Linked DNA regions of Pan troglodytes: region 2 is linked to region 1. A link is a contact called in public Hi-C data. All regions are on one chromosome and are shown on one strand. The core of a region is the stretch at or near the end of the contact, and the rest is flanking DNA. Distances in the headings are between cores, read along the strand shown.

Region 1 (7,435 bases), core at 2,801-5,300:
GCCTCCCAAGTAGCTGGGACTACAGGCACCTGCCACCATGCCCGGCTAATGTTTTGTATTTTTAGTAGAGATGGGGTTTCACCATGTTAGCCAGGATGGTCTCAATTTCCTGACCTTGTGATCCGCCCGCCTCGGCCTCCCAAAGTGCTGGGATTACAGGTGTGAGTCACCGCACCCAGCCTATTCCTAAGTCTTATTGCTCAGTTGTCACTTGGTTACCCAAAAGTTTGATTTCAATGGGTACTTCATTGTAGATATATACAGTTGATAACACACTTTTGCCACTGTATACCATAGGCTGCCTGCATCAAAGACCTTTAAAGAAGCCAAGTTTTCAACCCTCAACCTTAATCAGACTAGATAACCTATCCCTGATTTCATCTATTTCCCTTAGGGTCTACACCTGTTAATTCAAATGTCTGTATCAGTCAGGCTACTTAACCACAAGCAACAGAAAGTTACTGTGACTAATTAAGGAAGATCACTTGAGCCCAGGGGTTCAAGACCAGCCTAGGCAAAATAGAGAGACCCCCCATCTCTGTAAAATAATTAAAAAGTTAGCTGGGTATGATGGCCTGCACCTGTAGTCCCAGCTACTTGGGAGGCTGAGGTGGGAGGATCACTTGAGCCTAGAAGGTCGAGGCTGCCAGTGAGCTGTGATCATGCCACTGCACTCCAGCCTGGGCAAAAGAGTGAGAATCTGTCTCAAAAAAAGAGGAAAGAAGAAAGAAGAAGAAGACAGAGGCCAGAGGAATGCACGTAGAAAGAACTCCTAAAATCTGGCAAGGTGAAGATACTGTCACCTGGATCACTATCTGCCAGGCATCACAGCTTACATCATCAACATTATGGCATCAGCCACTGGGCACTACCACTAGCAATGCTGCCCTAAAAATTTGGTCAGCACCTTTACCATCAGAGGTTTTACCTTGTACCAAGATTACATAGTGGATAATTCCTCAAGCCATTAGAGCTCAGGTCCTGGGCAGAAAAACAATTTCATTTGTTTATTTCACAGACACCAGTTCCAAGACTGAACCACATGGGTCCCAGCTTTATAAGGTTTACATACATAATTGTTATTTTGTTGCTATAATTTTCATGCAATTTGAATAGGTCAAGAAACCTGGTCTATGTAGGGTACCTTAAATATCCCCTTTAATATTTACTGTATTATTCACAGTACTTTCGGCATGGATCTTCCTTTCTTCCTGGTTATCTGGGGTGAGAAGCATGGTGTAATAGAAAGGTTCTGGGCTTTGGAGTCAGGCAAACTTTGGATTCAATCCTGGCTGTGATCCTTATCAACAGTGCCTATCTGTAAGTATATTACTTACCTTTACTAAGTCTTGGCTTCTTTTTCTATGAAATACGTATAGTAAAATCTACTCCATGAATTGTTAAAATGTAATTCACATACAGCTTAGTAAGAGATGCTGAGAAACAATATATAGTTGGCCGTCTGTAAGCATGGATTTGGAGGATCCTAAATCCTCAGATTCAATCAATCACAGATCGAAATCCGCAGATATGGAGGGCTGACTATACTTGATTATATGTAAAAAGCTGTGTTTACTATGCTTATAATTGAGCAATTATTTAAAGTACTATACATGTGACAGACAAATGAGAAGAAATGAAGCAATACAGTTAGAGTAGACTTAGCAATACCAGCAGACACTGTTGCATTGTTGTGAAATAGTCCTAAATATCTTTCTTTTTCTAACCTGACACCCATTGTTTGCAAGTGGTGGAAATGCTAAAAATGAATCTCTGTTCACCAGGAATGCACGACCTTGGCCATCAGCTGCCAGGGCTTTCACTATTGAAATCCTGCTATGTTATTTTCTTCCTAAGCTTGTAATGAACTGTCTCTTGAGAGGATGTGATGAAATATACAGCTGCATCCTAATAAGCATCCTTATGTCCATAAACAGTATCCTTTAGCAATTAATAATAAAAATTGTAATCTTAACTGTGGGGAAAACAACTTAGTATTACTTTTTCTTAAAGGCATGGCAAGTATATGATTTATATAAATAAATGGACTATGTAATACAAATATGGAAAATGCATATTTGTGTATACAAACGAATTTACTTAATTTCTCTATATACACATATACTTTTTATAAAAAATATCCTGAAACAAAAACCATCTGTAATATCCTCTATAGCAGTGGGTTCATAAAGTTGAAATGATTGATGCCTTTCAGAAATCTCTAGGCAGCCGGGTGGTACCATTATTAACCACCCGTGGGAACTTGACTTCAAATCCAATCTATTATGATTACAATCTACATGATCTGTATCCAGTACAGCAAGTCCCGGCCACCAGATGTCACCATTCTTCTATTTCCCTCCTGGTGCTTGGGGAGAGCTAAAGATACTATTTTCTCTCAAGGGACTGAGGGAAATACGTGCCTCAGAACATTACCGGGATTTCACCAAAAGGTCTTTTCTTAGTCATCCTGGCCTTGCAGATTTCCCTGTGGTTTTTGAGTATCTTGACTCGACAGTTTCTAACAGCTGAGGAGCCAAGTGGCTGATAATTTGGGGCTCATCTGGTCAGGAAGTGCTAGAGCCATTTCCTCCAGCTAAACTTGAAGACAGGATTGACATAAGGTGCCCAAAGCCCAGAGCTTGCTCAGTGCAGGAGAGGCTATGGATATGCCCTATTAAAAGGTCCTGGGGTCCGGAGACCTCAACCAGCTATGAGCTCACTTACAAAATGAAGGAAAGGGACTGAATCATTTCTAGGGTCGAAAAATTCCATGATCCTCGTTTGTAAATACCTCTGGTGGGGAGGGTGCGTAGTAGGGTGGGGGCGAGCTAAGTCCAAGAAATAAGACCCCAGAGAGGACAACGAAGTAGGGGTGAAGTCCTGCAGGGCAGATGAGGGGACACTGAACATGAATCCTTATGAGGTCTGGATGTAGTGACTGGTTATGGGGTCTGGAAATTGCTGGGGTTATGGTCTTGTGGATTCTACCACTAGCTCAATAGCCCACTCTTCCTCCATTCCAGATACTACTTAACAAGAAACTATAATGCTTATCGATGTAAATGTATGGCATTCTCTCTCCTGGGGCTTGGTTGGGTTTAATCTCTCATGTCAGTCAATGTTCTTTGTGGTGCCTTCAGGGCACGGGATGTGTTTTATTTGTGAATTTACAACAGTGCAGTTTTCAGCTAGCTCGTCCAGAGTGTTCCTAAAATCCGGGAGTGGGAGCAGGGCAGAGAAGAAAGAATGGATTTCATTTATAAGTGCCACATATCCCTAAGTATTTCACATGTATTTCATATCATCTTCACAATAACCTCATGAAGCAGCATTTGTTATGCTCATAAAGATGAATTCAAATGGTTAAGTGGCTTGCCCAAGGTCACAAAAACCAAATGGCAGTATACATACTGCTTTGTGTAATGCGTTCTACGAAAGAGGAAACTGAGCCTCAGGGCGTTTTGTTAAAGTTGCCTGCACCTCTAAGATGGTTGAGACCACAGTCTCCCCATCAGTGGGCTTCGCTGCTGGAAGGTCCCTTGTCCTTTGGGGCTTGGACTGCACCACTCCGGAGGATGCATCGTCATATCAATATTTGCACACTGCCCCTGACCTTGTTAGAATATTATTTATGGCCGCGATCAGAAGGTCCCGCTCGCTCCTTTCTCTCCCCTTGGGCTGCGGAACAGAGTGGCTGGGAGAAGTCCTCCTAGACAGGGTTGAGAGTTTGCCGACGGCCCCTGAGAAGCTGGGGCGTTCCGAATTGGCTGAGCGCGCGGCCGGGGGCGGGGAGTTTGCCAAACGTCCCCGGCCGGAATTTCTGCCTCCTAGAGCCGCGAGCCCAGAAGCGGGGAGAAGTTGGCGAGGTCGGCTAGGGGAAGGTTGCCAGAAATTGAGGACGGACTCCCGCCCTGGTCGACTGAGCTCCCACAGGAGCGCCTCTGCTGCGTCTCGGGGCTGAGTGTGGACGCGCCGCGCGCGGCCCCGCCAGGGCTGGTAGTTTGCAGACCGTCCCTGCCGCGGCCCGCTCGGCGGCGGCCCTGCGGCTCCCGCGGCGGCGGCCCCGGGCGCGATCCAGCCCAGGTAGCCGCGCCGCAGGCTCGGGGCGTCGCGACCTCGCGCCTCGGGCCGCGTGGGCACGGCGGCCGGCGGGTGCTCCCGGCTGCTGCTGCTGCCCAACAAGGAGGTAAGAGCTGCCGGATCCGGGTGATCGCGTCGGAGGGAGCTCGTCATCCCCGCGGGGTGATGCGCGCAGAGGGGACCGCGGGGGGCACGGGGAACCAGGCGCGGGCGAGGAGAGCCCGCACCGGGGTCGGCGCGGTCGGGGGCTTCCTTCCGTCGCTCCTCTGCCGCCTGCGTGGGTGCCCCGGCCCCGGCCGCTCTGCAGGACGCCGGAGTGGAGCCGGGAGACGCGCCTTGACGAGCCCACCTGCCCCGGGCAGCCCCTCCCAGGGGAGGCTGAACCCCCCAGGCCCCGTGACGAGGGGGCTTGTAGGCATTCCTAGGGACAGTCCAAAGGAAGCTCTGGTTGCGCGGGCTGGAGGCGAGCGGCCGGGGATGGCAGATGGGCGCTCGGACAGCGGAGGAGCCCAGTGGGGGTCACGCCGCAGGCGTGGGCCGGGCCGGGCCGGGGTCCTCGGGACCCAGGGGCACTGGGCGGGCTCGGCCAGGGGCCAGTAGGGAGGAAGGAAGAAGGAGGGAGGCTGGCCCCGAGCCCCTAGGGAGGAGGGATGCGGCGGGCCGGCGCTCCGGGCCAGAGGATCCAGGAGGCCCGGGGGCGCCCCGGCTGTTAGGGGACGGCCCGCGGGTCCGCGATCCCGCCGGCGCGCTCAGCGCTGCTGCCGGGTCTGGGAGGCTGCAGGGAGCGCAGAGCCCACACCCGCGCACACACTCCCCGAGAGCATGCTCAGTGCGGCCCTGGGAACTTCCTGCCGAGTCGTGAGCCGCCCCGGCCCACTCCCGGCCCTCAGCTCGCAAAGTTGGGGGCGGCGGGGCTAGGGAGTCGTGGGCGCCGCTCTCGCCTGTGGCTCTTTCGCGCCCCTGGCCCCTGCCTCGCCTCAGTTGAGCTACGCGCACTGCTCTCCCCGGCTGCCCTCACAGCCGGGATTGGGGGCGTGGGTGTTAGCCCCTGCTCCCCGTGGCGGGGTGGCCAGAGGCCTGGAGCGCGGCTCTCAGCCTGGTGGACCCGCGCGCGGTGCGCCCGCTTGGTGCCCGGACCTGGCGCGGCGAGCAGGCGGGGTGCAAGGGGGTGTGTGAGCCCAGGGACGCTCGCGCATACACTTGCTGTCACACACAAAGCCGCGGTTTTGTAGCCGCCGCGCGGAAGAGCCGAAGAGGGAAGGGGGTGGCGCTTGCATTGTCCAGAGGCGTTTGGAGCGCAGAGGGGGTGCTTGGCTCCTCAGGGCTGCGGGAACCGGGCGATGTGGATGGATTCGGTATAGGGCCCGGCCCTCCTGGGACCGACTGCCAGGCCTGGCCCCGGGCGGCCGCCGCTATCTGCACCTGGCTCTGGCGGCCCAGTTAGGGGAGATGAGTACTTCTGGGTCTGTGAAGTTGGGAAGGGGCAAACTCAGTTGTGTGTGGGGTTCGGGTGGATGGCAACATCGCACTTGTAAACACACCCAGACCAAAGTGTTAGAGGTATCTCATTCTAAGGAGATGCGAGTGGGAAGCTGGGTCGTTGAACTGACCCCCACCCCCAGTTTATTGTCAGGACCTGATCAACTTGGTTTTTACTCCAAGAGACTCGCCAGTGTTAATCTCTGTGTCATGCACATCCTAAGCCTTACGGCTGCATCAGAACTCCCTTGTCTGTTCCGAGAAAATCACTGAACAGTTTTTCATGAAGGGCAAAGCATCTGAGATTTGTGGTGAATGAATTTTCACCCTCCTCCCCCCGTCCTCACTGCTTTCCTATAAATTATTTTTGTTGCTATTGTTCAGGGCTGAGATGGGCATCCTCAGATTTATCTGGCAGTAAAGATTAGAGCAAAGCTCTCCTGTCTTTTTTTTTTTTTAAAGATGGAGTTTTGCTCTTGTTGCCCAGGCTGGAGTGCAATGGTGCGATCTCGGCTCACTGCAACCTCAGCTTTCCGGGTTCAAGAGATTCTCCTGCCTCAGCCTCTCAAGTAGCTGGGATTACAGGCGCCCGTCACCACACCCGGCTAATTTTTAATTTTTAGTAGAGACGAGGTTTCACCATATTGGCCAGGCTGGTCGCGAACTCCTGACCTCCGGTGATCCAGCTGCCTCGGCCTCCCAAAGTGCTGGGATTACAGGCGTGAGCCACCGTGCCCGGCCTAGTGCAAACCTCTCCTTTCTAGAGAGCTTTTTAGTTTTTTCCAGCTTAGTTTTTTTCTCTTGCCCTCCTCCATCACCCTGCTTTTAAATGCTCATTTAAATGCCCATGTTGTCAGCCTTACCTGGAGAGGCCCTGAAAAGCAAGGTGATGGAGGAGGGGCAAGAGGGTGACTGTTTCACCCTTTGTAGGGGCTGGGAGAAGAGGAGAAGGAAGTTGCTCTGTCTGGCATCTGCCTCTGCTGGGGTGGCTCCACCTGGATATAGGGTTTGGGCTTCTTCTTTCATCTCCTCCTTTGTTTCAGCCTGCCTTCTTCACTCTGGGACACTCGTGACTGGAGTCATTAGGAGAAAGGAATCTGCAGTCCTGGTTTGGAGCTTTGCAGGGTTTGCACCTGCACAAGCAGCCACCAGTTGGTTTTAAGGTGAACTGCAATGGCAGGAGGGGTGGAGGGCTCTGCCCAGATCTGCCGGTGGCAACCGTATGCTCCAACTGCTGCTGCAGAGCAGCTCGTGGGCTTTTGGATCTCCTCAGCAGTGTGCATTTCAAGTGCTTTGTGTTTGGAAGTGTGAATATAGTACTCATTTATATATATTCCCACATCTGTATACATTTTTATAAAGAGGTGTGTGCATATGCACATGCATATGCCATGTTCTTTGGTAGAATCTGGAAGCTGGAAGGGACCTCAAGAGATCACAGGAATTCACATAATCTCTCATCCCATTCAATTTTTTTTTGTTTTAAAATAAGCAACCCACCTTCTGCCCAGCTGTCCTCCAAAAGCATTGAAATGCTAGACTCCCCTGTTACCCTAGCTGACGGGGAGGCCTTTGGAAGTATGAGTTCCCAGGAACCATTCTAGTTGTCACTCTGACATTTGACACAACTTTTCCCTAATGTTCCATGTGTCTCAGGATCTAAGTCACTACAGAGACATCCCTGGATTAATTTTGGCAGGGGACGGGCAGTGACTAGTGTACCCTGCAGAGATGTGTAGAAAACTGCAGAGCAGTCATCTGTAAGATCTGGGTTGGAAAGTTTATGTCCTCTCCTTCCCAGAGTCATACAGACAGGTGACTGCTCTGCTCTTTCTCAAGAGGCTTTAAGCTCAGTAGGGACTCACTGTCTTCC
Region 2 (7,477 bases), core at 1,670-4,169, 290 kb after region 1:
ATGAATATCCCTCCCCGTTTTTTAGTGCAGATACTTTATGAAACAATGAGAACTCATAAATATACATGCAGGTGCTGAACATCTTGTAAAAACCCACAAACATAACTCCTGCACACGTAAACTCCGTCTAAATGATACAAGGCCATGATATGCAGCTGTGTGAAGTTGCATATGGATTTGAACTTGAGTGACTGATTATCCAGCACTTACTAAGTGCCAAGACTTGGAATGAATCCTTTCCATGTACTATCTCATGTAATCCTCACAGCAACCCCATGAAATAAAGCACTATTGTTTTACTCATTTTACACATGAAAACTCTGAGGTTTAGCAAGCTTGTTACCCGGACTAAGGTCCTATAAATAGAATAGATTATAAATGGGCCTTAACTAATCCATAGACAGAAGCACCTAGCAGTGTGTCACAGTGACTGACCTGGGAAATGATGGAGCTAGACCTTGAAGCCTAATCTGTCTCCAGAACCTGCGCTGTTAATTACCACATTGTTCTGGGCACTTTGTGTCAATAATGGATTCATCAATTCATTTGGTGAACCGGGGGTGATTCATTGCTCAGTTTCCCTCTAGAGTCACCATGCCAACTTCGCTAATTAAAACTGGCCAGAAAAGTATGTGTTGTGTGTGTGTTTCCTATTTATGATTATCCTCAATGTTCCCCATCAAGAGTGAAACTGACCAAGCCCATGGAGAAGAACCCCCTTTATCCATGTTTAAAAGATTCTTTAAGTACTCCACTTAGCAGTTTAAAACAATTGTTTCTTCTTTCACAGAGTGGGAAAAATCTGAGTGGTTTTACTGGACCCTTTGTGAATGTGTAGGAACGTCCCAATCCTATACTGTGAAGAAAACGTATGGTGCCTCATCTGTTCTCTCTGCTTAGCATTAGTTCAGAAATTTAATCCTAGATCCCACAATCCCTCTGTGTAGAAATACTCATTGATGGAGCTGGAGTTGCAGCCATGGAGATATTTTGTCATCTGGAATATCCTCATTAGATTCTGGGCTTCTGAAGGCAAGGTGAAGTATAAATAAAATATGGCCAGTTTTCTCCAGCAGAGTTAAGCCTTGGCACTTATGTACATTCTTGCAGTGTCTCTTGCCTCCTTGCTAAGGAAATCGGTTAAGTAGGCAGAATAGCAGGAGATTAGGGGAAAAGCAATTCAATGTGGTTAAGGTGCCAATGTGTGGCAAGACCATAAGTGCAAGGAAGTTTACAGAGTGCTGTTTGGTGGTGATGAACTCTCTCTGCCTGTTGTGTTTTCATTCAAACCTCAGATGTGCTATTTGACCTTAATACATCTGCTCCATTGTAATATCACAGGTAATAAGCACACAGGAAGCAAGAAAAAAATTGCTTATTGACTGAAGTGACAAAAAACTGTTATTTTGGTGTTTCCAAGTAATGTATTTCCTACAATCCTAATTGTGTGACAGAAAAACTCATTGCCAGGAAATTATGTTGTATTTGCTTAGGCTTCATTCTAAACATATGAGGCTTTGGGAGAGTTAATAAAGTTTTTATTTTATGTGTACTGAGATATTCTGGTGCCCACAGGGCAGAAGAGATGGTTCATATTGTTGTTCAGATATAATTAAACCTAGGTCACATTCAAGTCCATTAAGCAACAGCCTCAAATCCTTTTAATTAATGGGTTCAGATTGATCTAAAGAAGCTAATTAAATTTTTCCCAAGATTTTCTATTTAAATAGACAAACATTGTGCTGCTTGCGTTTCCTCCAAAGCTGTTCTTTGAAACTTAGAGTTGATGAAGGTATCCACACTTCATGGCAGGCCCTGATTTTCAGAGGTCAGGAGGCACTGTGGGTTCTCTGACTAAACCTGCAGAGATCCTGATCTGCGTCTTCTGGCACTTTTCTCCTCAGTCAGAAAGATCTGGACTCCCTGTGCTGTCTTATGCCCAACCACGGCCTGACAGAGGTCATTTGTTTTCCACTGGAGAGCCGGCACATCCTCTCCAAAGTCTGATAGGAGAGGGCAAATCAGAGATCACAAGTCTGGTAGATAACAACCCTGGATTCTTCATATTCCATAAAGCTGGGATGTCGTGGGACTAGTACATTCCCACTGTTTCCTTCCGTTTCATCTGCAGCAGTCAGATCTCCCCCACCCCTGAGCCACATGTCCAGGCCACACCCTATAGTTAGAAGTTCTCTCTGACAATCTCGTTTCTGTTAGCTGTATAATAAGAGTAAGATGCAAAGCAGGAGCTTCCTAATGGTAGTAGAGCTTGCCCTTTATCCTACAGCTTCCAGGCTCCTGGCTACCATGTTTTCCTCACCACCATCACCCCCACCCGTGATCTCTGGTGGTTCTGCTGCCCAAGGGGGAAATGACCCAGCCAGCATTAGGGGCTCTGCTGGCCTCTAAAGCTTCTTTTCTTCCCAGCTCCCTGCCCTGTGGACATCTCTGGCATTGTGATCACGCAGTTTTCAGGAAACGAAAATTTATTCTTTCCAAAAACCAAAAAGATTGAGTACCCTATTCTGTTCAAAACAAAAGTAAATAGGTCCAGAAAACCTGAGATGTTAGTGCTTTGCCCCAGAATTCCTTCAGGAGCTACCTGGTTCTCCAGTATGTCACCCATGGGCTGTGCTCAGGGTTGGCCTGACACATGCAGCCCGGCAGCTTGGGCCTGGCACCCTCCAGCTGAACCTTTCTAAACGATCATTCAATTAGAGCAGCTGCTAAGAGAGGAAAGCTGGTGAGAAGGAGGGGATTGCTGTGAAAAGACCGAGGGAAAAACAGAACCAAGCTTGCAGCTAAATCTAGTTGAGCCATCTCCTTCATTCTCAACGCCTGGCCTTGTGGTTGGGTGATGCTCTGTGATGGCAGAAGGAAAGGACGCCCTGGGGCCCAGTTATCTTTTCTCACTTAATGTGCCCCTGGGGGCTGAAACAGAATAGGCTTTTATGTGGGTAGAGAGGACACAGCTTCGTCAAGCCCAGACCTGGACCCTGCCCATCAACAACCTGCAGTGCTCCAGCAGTGTGAAGTACACCCACTGTGATGGTACGTGCCGAGGCATTTCTGGGAGCAGTTATTTCATTTTTGGACGCAGGAAATCAGCACTACTGAACTGCAGCTTGTCCCCTTTGTCATCGTGGCTTCCAGCTGCTGTGGTTGCTCTGAGGACTGAGAGCAAGTTGTTGCTGCCATCTATGGTCTGTCTTGGGGGAAGCACATGGTTTGCCTGCTGGAGAGGGAAGCAGCTGCCTTGCAGATTCAGCAACACAGCACCCTCTCTCCCCTCTGAGGGGAAAATCAACACCAAGATGTTGGTGTCCCCAGTGTAAACCCCATTATGAAAACCTGTGTTTACTGACCTACCATCATTTTAAAGCAGTTCCGTTTGAACTGCAATCAAACCTCCAAGTGACCTTTCTGTCCCTCCGCCCAGCATTCCTGAAAGGGCCTGTTGTTTCTTTGGTTCAATGAAGAAACCTTCTGTGTAGTTAAGCAAGTGTTTTTCCAGTCATGTCTCCTGGTGAGTTACAGAAGGATTATTGTTGGGTCTTGGTGGTGGTGGTGGTTTTTCTTTTAATACTCCATCCTCCCTACCCCGTGGATACCCCTAGACACTTAATTTTTTACTTCCTTGGTGGAGGAGAGCATAGTGAGTTGAGCAGCTTTGTGGGGACTTTAAAAGTTCGTAGTTTTTCAGATCCTGGTGTAAGCTGAATTCTCTCTGCCCCACCCCCCAGGGCCTGGGAGCCTTCCAAAGTGAGGTGTCCACACGGGAATGGGCCACAGAATCGCCGCCTGCAAGCTAGGAATGCCCGTCCTGCCTGATGGTCCTGCCTGATGTGTTCATACGCTGTGTGGTTTTCTGTCTTACAGTTGTTTGTTGGACTTGGGTTCCCTTACGAGGGCCCAGCTCCCCTGGAAGCTATCGCAAATGGATGTGCTTTTCTGAATCCCAAGTTCAACCCACCCAAAAGCAGCAAAAACACAGACTTTTTCATTGGCAAGCCAACTCTGAGAGAGGTAAGCATCTATCAAAATTATTCCATTTTGAATAATATGAATAATAGCTATTTATTGAGTGCTCATGTAGGTATTAACTTCATCTAACATGATTGGGTGGGAGGGTGAGGGTGTAGAGGCTCAGAGAGGCAAATGACCTGATCACATCACCTTGCAAGTTAGGGGCAGGATTTGAATCTACTTCTGCCTTCACCAAGTAAGGGATCTTGACACTCTACCCCCACTCTAGCTTACTGTAAACTCAGACAATCTAGCCTCTGATTATAGCTGAACTCTGGTTTCCTGAATGTTTGAAGTTTAGGGAGTGAGATCAACTGGTTAGCAGATACTTGTGAAGAATCTGCTCCCCATGATGGGCTTTGGAGAATAAAAAGTGGGCTGTGGGAGTTTTCAAAGAGCCATCAGCCTCAGGATACCATATGTATCATGGATAACTGAAGTAATGTGACTGATTTTTTTCACCCACCATCCCAAGAAGTAATCCTACCATTGCTAGAACCATTTGCAGAAGCCTCATTTGAATTGCCTTCAGAGATCCTGTTGAAAATCTGCAGTGTGTGATGAATCACCATTGAGGGTAGTTGGATTTGATTTAGGGCAATAAACAAAAGTCTTTTACAGCTACATGTGAGTGATCAAGCTGGGTGTTTCTTCATCTGGTCAGAAATAGGTGTGTGCAAGAAACCATAAGATTGATTTTCTGATTATTTCTATGTAGTTAGTAGTAAGTGACTCTGCAGGCAGCTTATGAAGGGAAGTCATAGCAGCATCCTTGTCATTCAGGGCCTTTGGCTGGGGGATTACATTGATTAGCATCCGTCCCATGGCATATCAATGTAGAAGGACAGTTTATAAAACATATATGTTTCAGTTCTACTTTTAAACCCCTTCTGAGTCATTTTCTCTCTCAAATAGTATATAAGATGCATTTTCAATGGTTATTTTTTATTGATCAGTCAGAAACCTTGACAATTTATAGAACTGATTACTTTGAGAGTTATTTTTCTCTGACCCTTCCTGTCATTGGTGAAATAGCCAAAGGAGATAGAAGTTCAATAAGATCTATGTTTATCTATAAAAGGTTAATCTGTGGCCCAGATAACCTTTGACAAGGGTTGTGCACACACTTGTGTGTGTGTGTGTGTGTGTGTGGTTTTTTTTTTTTCCTTCTGCTAGAATAATAAATTTGAATTCTTCATTTGGGGAGTGGTTTTGTATTAAGAGGTCAGTTTGTTCATTTATAAGTCGGCAATACTTAATGTACATCTGTGTGCTAGGTGCTGTAGGAAGTGCTAGGACACAGAGACTGGGGACATTCAGTCTGCCGTGAACCTATTCTTTTGAAAAGTTTAAAAAGATGCTGCCCAGCAGTGAAAATATCTCAGTTTAGGAATCTCTGCTTTAGCATGTGACTGACTTCTTTGAAACTTTGGAGTTTGGCGGGGGGAAAGAAACTAGTAAATCATCCCTCGGGTTTTTTGTTTATTTTTGACAAAAAATATACTTAAGGTGTACACCTTGATGTTTTGATAAATATACACATTGTGAGATAGTCATTACAATCAAGCTAATCCATCACCTTACATATTAAATAGATATTTTTTTCATGGTAAAAACACTTAAGATCTCCTTTTTTGGCAAATTTCAAGTATGCAATACAGTATTGTTAACTATGGTCATAATGCTGCACACTAGTTCTCCAGAACTTAATCAACTTGTATAACTGAGACTTTGACCAACATCTCCCCGTATCCCCATGCACCAGTCTCTGGGAATCACGAATGTATTCTCTGCTCTGCGAGTTCAACCATTTTACTGTGAGTTGAACTGTGAGTTCAGCTAGGCTGGTCTGCATGTGGGATCATGCAGAATTTTCCTTCTGTGCCTGGCTTATTTTACTTAGCATAATATTTTCCACATTCATCCATGTTGCCGCCAGTGATGGGATTTCCTTCTTTTGCAGGCTAAATATTTCATATACACATAATTTGTTTATCTATTCATCCACTGAAGGCCAAACAAACTTAGTTTGTTTCCATATCTTGGCTATTATGAATAATGCTGCAGTGTACATGCGAGTGCAGATACTGCTTTAACATACTGATTTTAACTGCTTTGGATATATACCCAGCAGTGGGATTGCTGGATTATGTGGAGTTCTATTTCTTATTTTTTGAGAAACCTCCATTTTCTTTTTCATTTATGGCTGTAACACATTACATTTTCACCAGCAGGGTACCAAGCTTCCCTTTTTACCACATTCTTGCCAGACACTTGTTATCTTTTGTCTTTTTGATAAAAGCCATTTTAACAAGCATGAGGTGATATCTCCTTGTGGTTTCGATGTGCATCTCCCTGATGATGAAAGATGTTGAGCACCTTTTCATATGTTTGTTTGCCTTGTGTATGTCTTCTTTCGAGAAATGTCTTCAGGTTATTTGCGTATATTTTAATTTGATTGGTTGGGTTTTTTCCACAGTTGAGTTGTAGGAGTTCCTTATATACTTTGGGAATTAACCGCTTATTAAATATGTGGTTTGCAAATATTTTCTCCCATTCCATAGGTTGCCTTTTCACTCTATTGATTGTTTCCTTTGCTGTGCAGAAGCTCTTTAGTTTGATGCAATCTCAGTTGCCTGTTTTTGCTTTTGTTGCCTGTGCTTTTAGTATCATACCCAAACATCATTGCCCAGACTAGTGTCAAGAAGCTTTTGCACTTTTTTTTTTCCTCGTAGTTGTGCTGTTTCAGGTCTTATATTGAAGTCTAATCAATTTTGAATTCATTTTTATAGATAGTGTGAGATAAAGATTTGATTTCATTCTTAATGCTTGTGGAAATCAAGTTTTCCAAATATTATTTATTGATGACACTGTGCTTCTCCATTGTGTATTCTTGTGAGCCTCGTTGGGAATCAGTTCTTTTCTGGTTTCTCTGTTCTGTTCCATTGGTCTGTATGTCTGTTTTTATGCCAAAATCACCTGTACATTTGAAATTAGGTCTAGGAAATCTCTAAAGTTCTACTTCTGCCCAAATTGTAGATATTATTTTTCCATGTTTTATGCCCAAATTGTAGATATTAATTTTCCATGTTTGTTTAACATTTGAGATAAAGTATATACAACATAAAACTTACCATTTATCGTTAAAGTTTTTAACCATTTTTAAGTGTACAATTCACTGGCATTAAGTATATTTGCAATATTGTGCAACCATCACTGCTATCCATTTCCAGAACTTGTTCATCATTCTAAACAGAAATTCTGCACCCGTTAAACACTAACTCCCCATTCTCCCCACTTCTCAACCCCTGGTAAACCTCTCTTCTACTTTGTGTCTCTGTGAATTTGCCTATTCTAGGTACCTCATATAAGTGGAACCATATAATGTCTGTCCTTTTGTGTCTGGCTCACTAACTTAGCATGTTTTCAAGGTTTGTTCATGTTGTAACCT

The links. A called contact is a pair of places that touch in the nucleus more often than the background predicts.
Region 2: a Hi-C map of stem cell-derived neural progenitor cells shows a contact between it and region 1, with 4 times the contacts expected there. The contact joins the enhancer-like site here to the promoter of MGAT5 in region 1. A contact is called at or near these places in 5 of 7 Hi-C or Micro-C datasets (blood, induced pluripotent stem cells, a lymphoblastoid cell line and 1 more), 1 of 1 datasets of contacts at active chromatin or transcription factors (stem cell-derived excitatory neurons) and 1 of 1 other capture datasets (stem cell-derived neural stem cells).

What each region holds. Positions count from the first base shown.
Region 1 is chr13:36,165,591-36,173,025 of NHGRI_mPanTro3-v2.0_pri, forward strand. MGAT5 (alpha-1,6-mannosylglycoprotein 6-beta-N-acetylglucosaminyltransferase) reads left to right here and starts at 4,051. Exons shown (of 18, transcript XR_010150065.1): 1 at 4,051-4,189.
Region 2 is chr13:36,454,477-36,461,953 of NHGRI_mPanTro3-v2.0_pri, forward strand. MGAT5 (alpha-1,6-mannosylglycoprotein 6-beta-N-acetylglucosaminyltransferase) reads left to right here. Exons shown (of 18, transcript XR_010150065.1): 13 at 3,880-4,026. Among named protein-coding and RNA genes, the nearest start is that of MGAT5, 290 kb to the left of the region's middle. Within about 2 kb of position 2,920, at least 13 of the 24 cell types and tissues checked have an H3K27ac peak or open chromatin away from gene starts, as enhancers often do. A contact at or near this core is called in induced pluripotent stem cells, a lymphoblastoid cell line, stem cell-derived neural progenitor cells and 1 more, where this site is marked.